Linked DNA regions of Mus musculus: all the other regions are linked to region 1. A link is a contact called in public HiChIP or PLAC-seq data. All regions are on one chromosome and are shown on one strand. Each heading gives the region's core, a stretch centred on a gene start, on an enhancer-like site or on the middle of the called end of the contact. The rest is flanking DNA. Distances are from core to core; before and after follow the strand shown.

Region 1 (2,998 bases), core at 488-2,987:
CTCCGTTGGTGAGATGCTCACTGTGGAAAAATGATGGCCGGAGAACTCCAGTTCGAGCCCAGAGCCAACGTCAAGAGGCTGGGTGACCTACTGCGCAGACGCAATTCTAGCACGGGGAGATGGAGAGCAGTTGGCTCCATGGCGCTTGACGGCCAGCCAGCCTAGCCAGAAAGAGAATTCATCTCAAGGAATCAACGTGGAGGGCAGAACGACACTCAAGTTTGTCCTCTGTCCTCCACAGGCACCTCTACATACACATATACATGTAAACACATACACATAAACACACACACACACACACACACACACACACACACACACACATACACACACGATTTCTAGGAAGAGATTCCTGCTAGGAAAAAAATGATCAAGCTGTTTGGTTGGAGCTTGGAGTCCACTGCTCACCCCTGCGTGGCCTGGGGAGCCCCGTCTAATCTCCGCCCAAACCCTCGCACACTGAAAAACTCTGAACAAAAGAAGGGCCCCAAAGGCGGGTGTGGTGGCGCACGCCTTTAGTCCCAGCACTTGGGAGGCAGAGGCAGGTGAATTTCTGAGTTCGAGGCCAACCTGGTCTCCAGAGTGAGTTCCAGGACAGCCAGGGCTGCACAGAGAAACCCTGTCTCGGATACCCCCCCCCAAAAGGCCCCCAAATCTCAGTTCCGCATTTCCAGCAGCTGATGCAATCTGCCAGCCCACCCGTGTAAGCGATCAGCTTTTGACTATATTTGGGCACAGTTCCGGCTCCTGGCTGATACATCATCGCCCGAGATCTATAAACCCCCTGGCCTTAGCCTGGGCTCGTGGTTTCCCTGGCTCTGTTCTCTGGGACCTGCGAACCCACCCAGGAGCTGCGCCCAATAAACGTGCACCTATTTACTTTTACGGTGATCTGATCTGGCCTATCGCGCTGGTGAAAACCTATTACAATCTTCTAGGAAAAGCATAATTTACCAAAACAGACTGAAGAAAGGAAATGCATAAATAAAACTGCCGTTGAGAAAGCTGAGGAAGAAGTTACAATTCCTGCCATGTTAGTCCAGAGGCCCAGGTAGTCCTTGACAGCCATGGGTGCAGTTATTCCAATATGTTCCAACTTCCGTGGGGTACAGGCAGGCCTGGAAAGTAGAGGGAGCAGTCTACTTACTGCCATGTTAATCTAATTGCTTCTGAAATTATTTTTTTTTTAAAGTTTTATTTTATGCGTCTCTTTGCGTGTGTACACATGCACCCGTGTGCTGGTGCCCATGCAGGCCAGAAGAGGGCATCAGATCCCCCCACCCCACCCCGGAGCTAGAGTATCAGGCAGTGGATGTGTTGCTGTGTGGATGCTGGGAGCCAAACCCTGGTCCTCTACAAGAGCAGCCAGTGCTTTTCAACTGCAGAGCCACCTCTCCAGTCCCTCAGATCTGAAATTCTTAAGCAAACTAGTGATTTTTGCAAATGAAACAGATTGGACAATACAAACTCTTGTCTCTCCTTTGCAAGAGCTGTTTCCCAGTTTTAACCGTGTCAGATGGTGGTTACCTTTGAATTAACGATGATTGACCAGTTAGTGATTGTAACAGGCATTGCATCCCTGAAGCCTTCACTTTCTGATACGGTCTATCCTGAGCTTCCTGCCCTGTGGTCAACTCTGACTCACTTCTTCCCTGTCACTTCTAAGGGATAGAAAGGGGCGAGGCTCACTGCCCACACACAGTCAACACAGGGCTGGGGATGACACATAGCTCATTGCCTTTGTGCTGGCCTCACCTGTGCGAAGATCAGCACTGCATTAGAATCAGGTGTGGTGGAGAACTGGGAGCCCTGCGCTTGGAGGAGAAGCTCAGGGTGACTCCTCGGCTACCCAGTAAGTTAGAGGCCAGCCTGGGCTACCGAGAACCTGAGTTTGATCCCCAGGACCCACACAGGAGGAGGGAACTAACTCCTGCAAATTGTCCCTTGGCCTCCACATTTGTACCATGACATTCATGTGCACATGCTCACACACATGAACACACACACACACAAACACAAAAGCAGTGTAGTTAAAAAAAAATCTTGTCTTAAAACAAGAACATTGTCACTGTAGGCCTGATTTAAACACATTTCTCTACATGCAAACCTGCCAGAGGTGTGTGTGTTAGCATCTGATCAGTCATCACAACATCTAAGGTGTGCAGGCAACAGTGAGCCTCGCCCAGCTGATCTACACAGTCAGTTCCAGGGTGGGCCAGGCCTGCACAGTGACACTGTCTTGACACAGCAAAGGGTCATTCAAAGGGCTCCATGGGTACCTGTCACCCAGCGAGACATCCGTGGGTACCTGGGTACTTGACAAGCTGAGTCAGGTCCCCCGGAACCCACAACTCCTGCAAGCTGTCCCCTGAAATCCATATGCACACTGTGGTATTCACCCCGCCCCCCCCCCAACACACACACGCTAAAATTAATTAAAATGTCGTTTAAATGTTTTGATAGGAACAACAAACATTTAGAAACCTTGGTCTTTCTAAATCAAGCACAACACAATGATATGAATGGGAAAAAAATCCCATTAAAAATAGCAGCTTAGGAAGGTGGTGAGATGGCTCAGTTGTTAGGAGCACTGGTTGCTCTTGCAGAGGAGCTGGGCTCACAGCACACTTGACTCCAGATCCAAGGGGATCCGACACCCTCTTCTGGCCTCCACAGCCTCCTCATACACACGTGGTGTACATAAACTCAAGCAGTCTCACAAACATACACATAAAGTAAAAGTAAATGAGTAAAAACTTATGTAGAGGGGTTGGAGAGATGGCTCAGTGGTTAAGAGCACAGGCTGCTCTTCCAGAGGTCCTGAGTTCAATTCCCAGCAACCACATGGTGGCTCACAACCATCTGTAATGGGATCCGATGCCCTCTTCTGGTGTGTCTGAAGACAGCTACAGTGCACTCATATACATTAAATACATCTTTAAAAAAAGAGAGAGAAGACGGGCGTGGTGTCGCACACCTTTAATCCCAGCACTTGGAA
Region 2 (2,885 bases), core at 337-2,836, 270 kb before region 1:
GTGATAGTGTACGTGTGTGTGCATGTGTGTGTGTGTGTACATGCCGTGGTGGTGCACATGTACCATGGTGCATATGTAGATATCAGAGGACAATTTCTGAGTTGGTTCTCCCTCTCTACCTTTATGCAGTTCTGGGAATCAGACCCGTGTCACCAGGCTTGGTGGCAAATGCCTTTACTCACTGAGCACGATGTTATCTGATTAGGGCTATTGAGTTCTTTAGGGCAAGTTTGATCTTTGCCATCAGGGTATTTAGTTTTTTTCTCCTTTGTGTGTGTGTGTGTGTGTGTGTGTGTGTGTGTGTATCCTCTAAAAGTCTCCAGAATTCCAATGTCACACAATTGCAGAAAGTATCTGCAGTTGAAAAATCTCATCCCTCCTAAAGCACAGGGGGAGTCGTAGTCTGGAGCAGCCCCGTATCCCACACCAGAGATTAAAATGACAAGACATTCATATAATATTTCTGTGTTTTTAAAAGAAACCAAAGCCGGGTATGGTGGCACACGCCTTTAATCCCAGCACTCGGGAGGCAGAGGCAGGCAGATTTCTGAGTTCGAGGCCAGCCTGGTCTACAGAGTGAGTTCCAGGACAGCCAGGGCTACACAGAGAAACCCTGTCTCGAAAAACAAACAAACAAACAAACAAACAAACAACAACAACAACAAAAAACTCTAAAAGAAACCAAAATTCCAACATTCTCACTATACACTCCCTTCCTTCCTTCCTTCCTTCCTTCCTTCCTTCCTTCCTTCTTTCCTTCCTTCCTTCCTTCCTTTCTTCCTTCTTCCTCCTCCTTCTTTGAAATCCAGCTGTGACATCTTCAATGAGGGGTCCAGGCTTTGTCATTTATCTGCTGTGAGCTGCATCTTCCTCCACTTTTGCCTCCTTTTTACTCTTCTTCCTCTCTATGCTTCTTTCCCATTCCTCCTCTTCCACACTTGCCCTCCTCCCTACTCACCCTCTTCCTTACTCACCCTTCTTCCCACTCACCCTCCTCCCTACTCCTCCTCTTCCACACTTGCCCTCCTCCCTACTCACCCTCCTCCCCACTTACCCTCCTCCCCACTCATCCTCTTCCTCACTTGTCCTCATCCCATCCTCCTCCCCACTCCTCCTCCTCCCTACTCTTCCTACTTTTCCTCCTCCCTACTCCTCTTCCTTCTCACTCCTCCTCCTCCCCCCTCCCCCTATCCCTACCACCAGTTCCAGCCCTGCTAGTTCTGCCCACACACACTTCCTAAGTCACCTCCCCCGCCCATCACTCCTGCCCGGTCACCCCACCCTGTCACATTTCCGGACAACTCATCAACTCCCAACTTCACAGCTTCTACCTCAGCCGTGGATCTGCAAACATAGCTCTCGTTGACCTTGGGAAACTCCAATGGCCCTGCTGGACCCCAGACCCCAGATGAAGTCCAGTCTCTCCATTTTTGGCTTCTCTAGCCTAGATCCCAACACGACCAAGCCCTCCAATCCAGCTACGGGACCTGTAGTCTATTCCTGAGGCAGCTTCAGTGCCCCAGCCTTCTGCTGGGCAAGACTGCCCCATCCCAGCCAGACCATCAAGAGCACCGGGCCAAACCTCAAGGTTCACTTAAGCCGGAAGGCGTGTAACTGACAGACACTGAGTGAAGTTCTCTCTAGGAGGAGGGCTCTGAGGCAAGCTGCTTATAAGCATAGCCAGGATTCCTCACAATGCATTTAGACCACCCTGGGTCCTGATACTGCACCAGAGTTAGAGGACTCATGAGCTGGGGTAGGGTGTATGGCATTGCACTCTCTGGGGAATTTATTAATTAATTTGGAAAACACGGTATTTGTTTTGTTTAGAAACAGAGTCTCAAGTAGCCAGGCTGGCTCCAGACTTGCTTCTTACCTGAGGATGACCTTGAACCCTGATGAGCACTGGGATCACAGGTGTGCTAGTGATGCTGGGAACCGAACCCAGAGCTTCCCGTATGCTAGGCAAGCACTCTACCAACTATGGCACCACCCCTCAAACACAAGGTTTTAAAGAGGAGAAAGAAAGACCAGGCCTGCTCTGGGCAGGGAGCTGGTTACAGGGACAGGTCCAGGCCACCAGGGTACCACATGTATAGTACAGTGCCTGGGCAGCTGCCTGTAGTGCCCACTGGCAATCCCCTAACTGTCCCTGCCTGACATGTACCCAGCATGTGCCTGTCCTAAGCATCTCACCAGCCAGGCTCGGGTGGCAGCCACTCCCCGAGACCTATGGGTATGCCAGGACATCAGAGAGAGGGATAGTCCTCTTCTTTGAGGTCCGAGTTCCTGGCCCTGCCATTTTGCATTTTTTCATAACAGCAATTAATAATGACACTGTCTTTTCAAGTCAGGTGTGTGGGGATACAGGAGTCTGGGTAGGAAGAATTCCATGCCCACTGAGTCCCACCCTGTCCTCCTGAATCCTGCTCTGTGGGTCAGGCCCCTGTCTCACTCACCTAGGGCTATCACAGACCACCGAGATGGCCTATGGATAACCCACGGAAAAGAGAAAAGCCACAGAGGGCAGGAATTCCCCTTGCTCCGACTCTATAGCTCCAGGCTATCCTGAACTTTGGATCTCAGCATCCCCAAAGCTTTTTGGCTGCCCTGATCCACTGAGCTTTCCTGACGCCTATCTTGCACTTATCCACAATTGGGACGTGTCTTTCCTTCCTGAGGAATTTGTCCTTTAAAATCTCATTTCTTGAGTTGGCATGGGGGGGGGGGGGCATATCTGAAATCTAGCACTCAGGAGGCCGAGGAAGGATTGTCAGGAATTTGAGGCTATAATGAAAGAAACACTATGAGCGAAAGCAACCGAAGATTCTAGCCTGTGCAAGTTGACATAAAACTCGATATCACAGAGACTTCCTAAAGGTAGG
Region 3 (3,211 bases), core at 708-3,207, 390 kb before region 1:
ATAAAGATAATTTTTTTAAAAATGCTTTAAAGAAAAAAAAAATGAAAAGGCTAAAGTACTGTTTAACTGTTGCTGCAATGGACTGCTGTTGTCTCTGCCACTCATGCTGTGGGCTTCAGGCAGGTTACTGGACACTTTTGTTTTTTGATTCCTGTGAAACCATGTGATAACTCCAAGTTCTTAGACCATGAGTGAAAATTTAAATGAGGTGATATCTATAAAGAGTATATAAAAATATTTTCCCAATCTATTATATTCTGTTGAAAACAAGTCTTTGTGTGCACATATGTGTGCTTGCTAGGGATCAGACCCTGGTCGTCATCATGCTAGAAAAGTGTTTCCCGCTGAGCTCTGCACCGTTGCCGCCACACCATGCACACAGTGGTTCTGCTCTGGAGCTGTTCTCCCCGTCACCTGTCCTTGCTCTTGAGTTACTCGGGAAAGGTGGAGGAGAGCCTACAGGAGTCCCTGGGTGGGAGCAGGTCTCCTTACCTTTGGAGGCTCCTGTAGGAGTCCCATTCCTCCCATTCACTACAGGCCTTTATGTCTGATAAAAGTGCCTGTGCAACGGACATCAGCTTTCCTAACACTTGGTTTCTGGAGTTTGTTATACAGGGGCTAGGTCTGGCTTTCCTCTGAATGCTGCTGCCCACTGAAGTGGGAATAGTGGCTGTGATTAGGAAAACCAACTGTTTATAGAGGGTTAGTTGAGTGGGTATTACGTGTTAACCTCATGGCACCCGAGAGAATAACAAGTCAGATCCTTTTAGAATTACATCTGTGCAGATACCCAGTTCTTCCTTCCTTTTTCCCCATTTGCCTTTCTTTAACATATGTATAAAATATGGTTAGTAGATTAAAATACTAGGAGTGAGCAGTGTCTCAGAATGATTGAGGCTGCCCACTGCAGATCTCTCAACTGTTTACACAGAGGTCTGGGTGTTAGTGCATCGATGTAAACACTGCCAAGTGTCCTGCACTTCTGAGAAGACAGGGCTAGCTCCTCTCCCAGATGTTCTGGAATTTGCTGTCCTCCAAGCCAGGTCTCTCATTCTAAGTGCTGTCACTCTGCTGTTGGGTAGATGAGTTACATGGCCCCTGACCTTGTATGTTAAAAATAAACAGGCCTAATAGACTTAGATCCTGATCACCCACAGGGAACCTATCTTATAATACAGATCCCAAAATAACTCATTTCTCACATACATGGCCATTTCTTATAAAATCTCAGGATGACTATACTCAAAACATAAGGATGGTCTCTCTTCATCTTGCAAACATGGCTGCTTTATATGAATGGAAGAGTGGCTCCTGGGAGATTGTCCTCTGAAGGCTTTGTGTACAGCTCTGTCTGCTGTTGCCAGCAGTGGAATGTGGACAGGAGCACCACCCTCACCGATAGGGAGCAGTGGCTCCTGCTCAGATGCAGTGCAGATTAGCAAGAAGACAGTTTGATTTGGCCCAGCTCTGTAGGAGAGAGGAGCCTGTGGGGAGGGAAGGCACGAAAGCACTTGTCCTGGACATCTTAGCTGCCCTTCTCTTAGTTTCCAACAACTACCTCAGGAAAGATTGTACTCTGGTTATTTGTAAGTGCAGGTGGTCGTGTCCGAGTGTTCTCATCAGATCGCATTCTCACTCCAGTCTCGGTGCCATGGGTGAAGAAGGCAAAGAGGAGACAGTTGTGAAACAGAACCATGAGGGATGAGCTTGTGCTCTGCAGGTTGCGTTTCAATGCAGGCGGATCTGGCTCGCATCGCAGGCTTTGGGTTTCCCAGAGAAGGTACAGTTAGTCTTTATTAAGTTTTTGTGATGGGGTGGGAAATTTTGGAGTTTTAATATGCTAGATAGCAGGGAAATCAGTCATGTTTCTGGGGGCAAATTCTATAGATGATTTGCAGACTAGCTCTGTGAGAACTACATCTCTAGGCAGAATGACCTGTGTCAGCATGTTCTCCCAGATGGAAGAATGAGTCATCAAAGTTCTGTTAGCATTAAGAGATTAAGAATTACTCCAGTGTTCAGCATGAAGTTTTATTTAATTTCCGATATAACCTTAGGTAAACAATGCTTAATCTTACATAAGAAAGCGTGGGCTTGTAGTCTGGGTTGCTACTCTGAGAACAGGCAGCTGTAGGACAGCTACGGAGTAACACTGAGGAGTTCTCTGCTCTTCACTGTGTCCCTCCAGTGCAGGTACTGACTGTCTTAATTGCTCACAACACAGTGGGCAGTGCAGGCTCTCGGGTTCCTTGTCCCTGCCTGTTGAGCCAAGATGGCTATTTTGTTGTTAAAATGGAGGTTTAAGTAAAATTGAGGTTGTTCAGTAATGTTTGGGAACTACTTACACAGCCTCAAAATCCTAACACTCCAAGGTATATTCTATTCTATTCTTTTCTCACATTTATGTATGCATGTGAATGCCTGCATGCATCTCTGTGCACTATGTGTAGGCAGTGATGGTAGAGGTCAAAAGAGGGAGTCAGAGCCTCTGGGACTGGAATTACTTGGAGGTGTGAGCCACCTTGCAGGTGCTGGAAATTAAACTTGAATCTTCCAGAAGAGCGGCCAGTGCTTATAATTACTGAATCTTTTATTGTTGTTGTTGTTTTGAGATAAGTTTCTCTGTGTAAAACTAGCTGTCTTGACACTTTCTCTGTAGTAGACAAGGCTTGCATTTGAATTTGAGTAACAGATGGTTGTGAGCAGCCTTTTGGATCTGGGTATTGAATCTTGGGTCCTCTAGAAGAAGAGCAGCCAGTGCTTTTAACCACTGAAAGACCTCTTTGACCCAATCATAGAACTAATCAATCAATTAATTCCTTTCCAAGATTTAGTTAGTTAGTTTATATGAGTACACTGTTGCTGTCTTCAAACACTTAAGAAGAAGCCATCGGGTCCCATTACAGATGGTTGTGAGCCACCATGTGGTTGCTGGGAATTGAACTCAGGACATTCAGAAGAGCAGTCAGTGCTCTTACCCACTGAGCCATTTCTCCAGCCCCATAGAGTTTCTTAATATAAAGCTTCCCCCCCCCCCCTCCAACTCTCACTCCATTTTCTTTTCTTAGAAGTACAGTTGTGGTCTGGAAAGATGGCTGGTGGTCAAAACCTCTTGATGCCCTTCAAGAGGACCTAATTTCAGTGCCTAGCACCCATGTGGGGCAGCTCACAACCACCTATAACTCTGGCTCAAAGGTCTGACTTCTTATGG

Evidence for each region. HiChIP or PLAC-seq counts read pairs in DNA pulled down with a chosen protein or histone mark.
Region 2: a FOXA1 HiChIP or PLAC-seq map of pancreatic cancer cells shows a contact between it and region 1. The contact joins two enhancer-like sites. A contact is called at or near these places in 2 of 39 promoter capture datasets (the C10 cell line and cranial neural crest), 2 of 15 datasets of contacts at CTCF or cohesin (CD8 T cells and pro-B cells), 1 of 484 Hi-C or Micro-C datasets (bone marrow-derived macrophages) and 2 of 115 datasets of contacts at active chromatin or transcription factors (embryonic stem cells and pancreatic cancer cells).
Region 3: a FOXA1 HiChIP or PLAC-seq map of pancreatic cancer cells shows a contact between it and region 1. The contact joins two enhancer-like sites. A contact is called at or near these places in 1 of 39 promoter capture datasets (cranial neural crest) and 2 of 115 datasets of contacts at active chromatin or transcription factors (pancreatic cancer cells and regulatory T cells).

The regions. Positions count from the first base shown.
Region 1 is chr4:150,967,469-150,970,466 of GRCm38.p6, forward strand. Gm30120 (a long non-coding RNA gene) reads right to left here. Exons shown (of 4, transcript XR_390979.2): 3 at 955-1,118; 4 at 1-161. Among named protein-coding and RNA genes, the nearest start is that of Gm23405, 4.2 kb to the left of the region's middle. Within about 2 kb of position 1,738, at least 16 of the 459 cell types and tissues checked have an H3K27ac peak or open chromatin away from gene starts, as enhancers often do. A contact at or near this core is called in pancreatic cancer cells, where this site is marked.
Region 2 is chr4:150,693,350-150,696,234 of GRCm38.p6, forward strand. No RefSeq gene overlaps it. Among named protein-coding and RNA genes, the nearest start is that of Gm36600, 10 kb to the right of the region's middle. Within about 2 kb of position 1,587, at least 39 of the 459 cell types and tissues checked have an H3K27ac peak or open chromatin away from gene starts, as enhancers often do. A contact at or near this core is called in pancreatic cancer cells, where this site is marked.
Region 3 is chr4:150,574,509-150,577,719 of GRCm38.p6, forward strand. All of the region lies in intron 12 of Rere (arginine glutamic acid dipeptide (RE) repeats), which reads left to right. Among named protein-coding and RNA genes, the nearest start is that of Slc45a1, 76 kb to the right of the region's middle. Within about 2 kb of position 1,958, at least 37 of the 459 cell types and tissues checked have an H3K27ac peak or open chromatin away from gene starts, as enhancers often do. A contact at or near this core is called in pancreatic cancer cells, where this site is marked.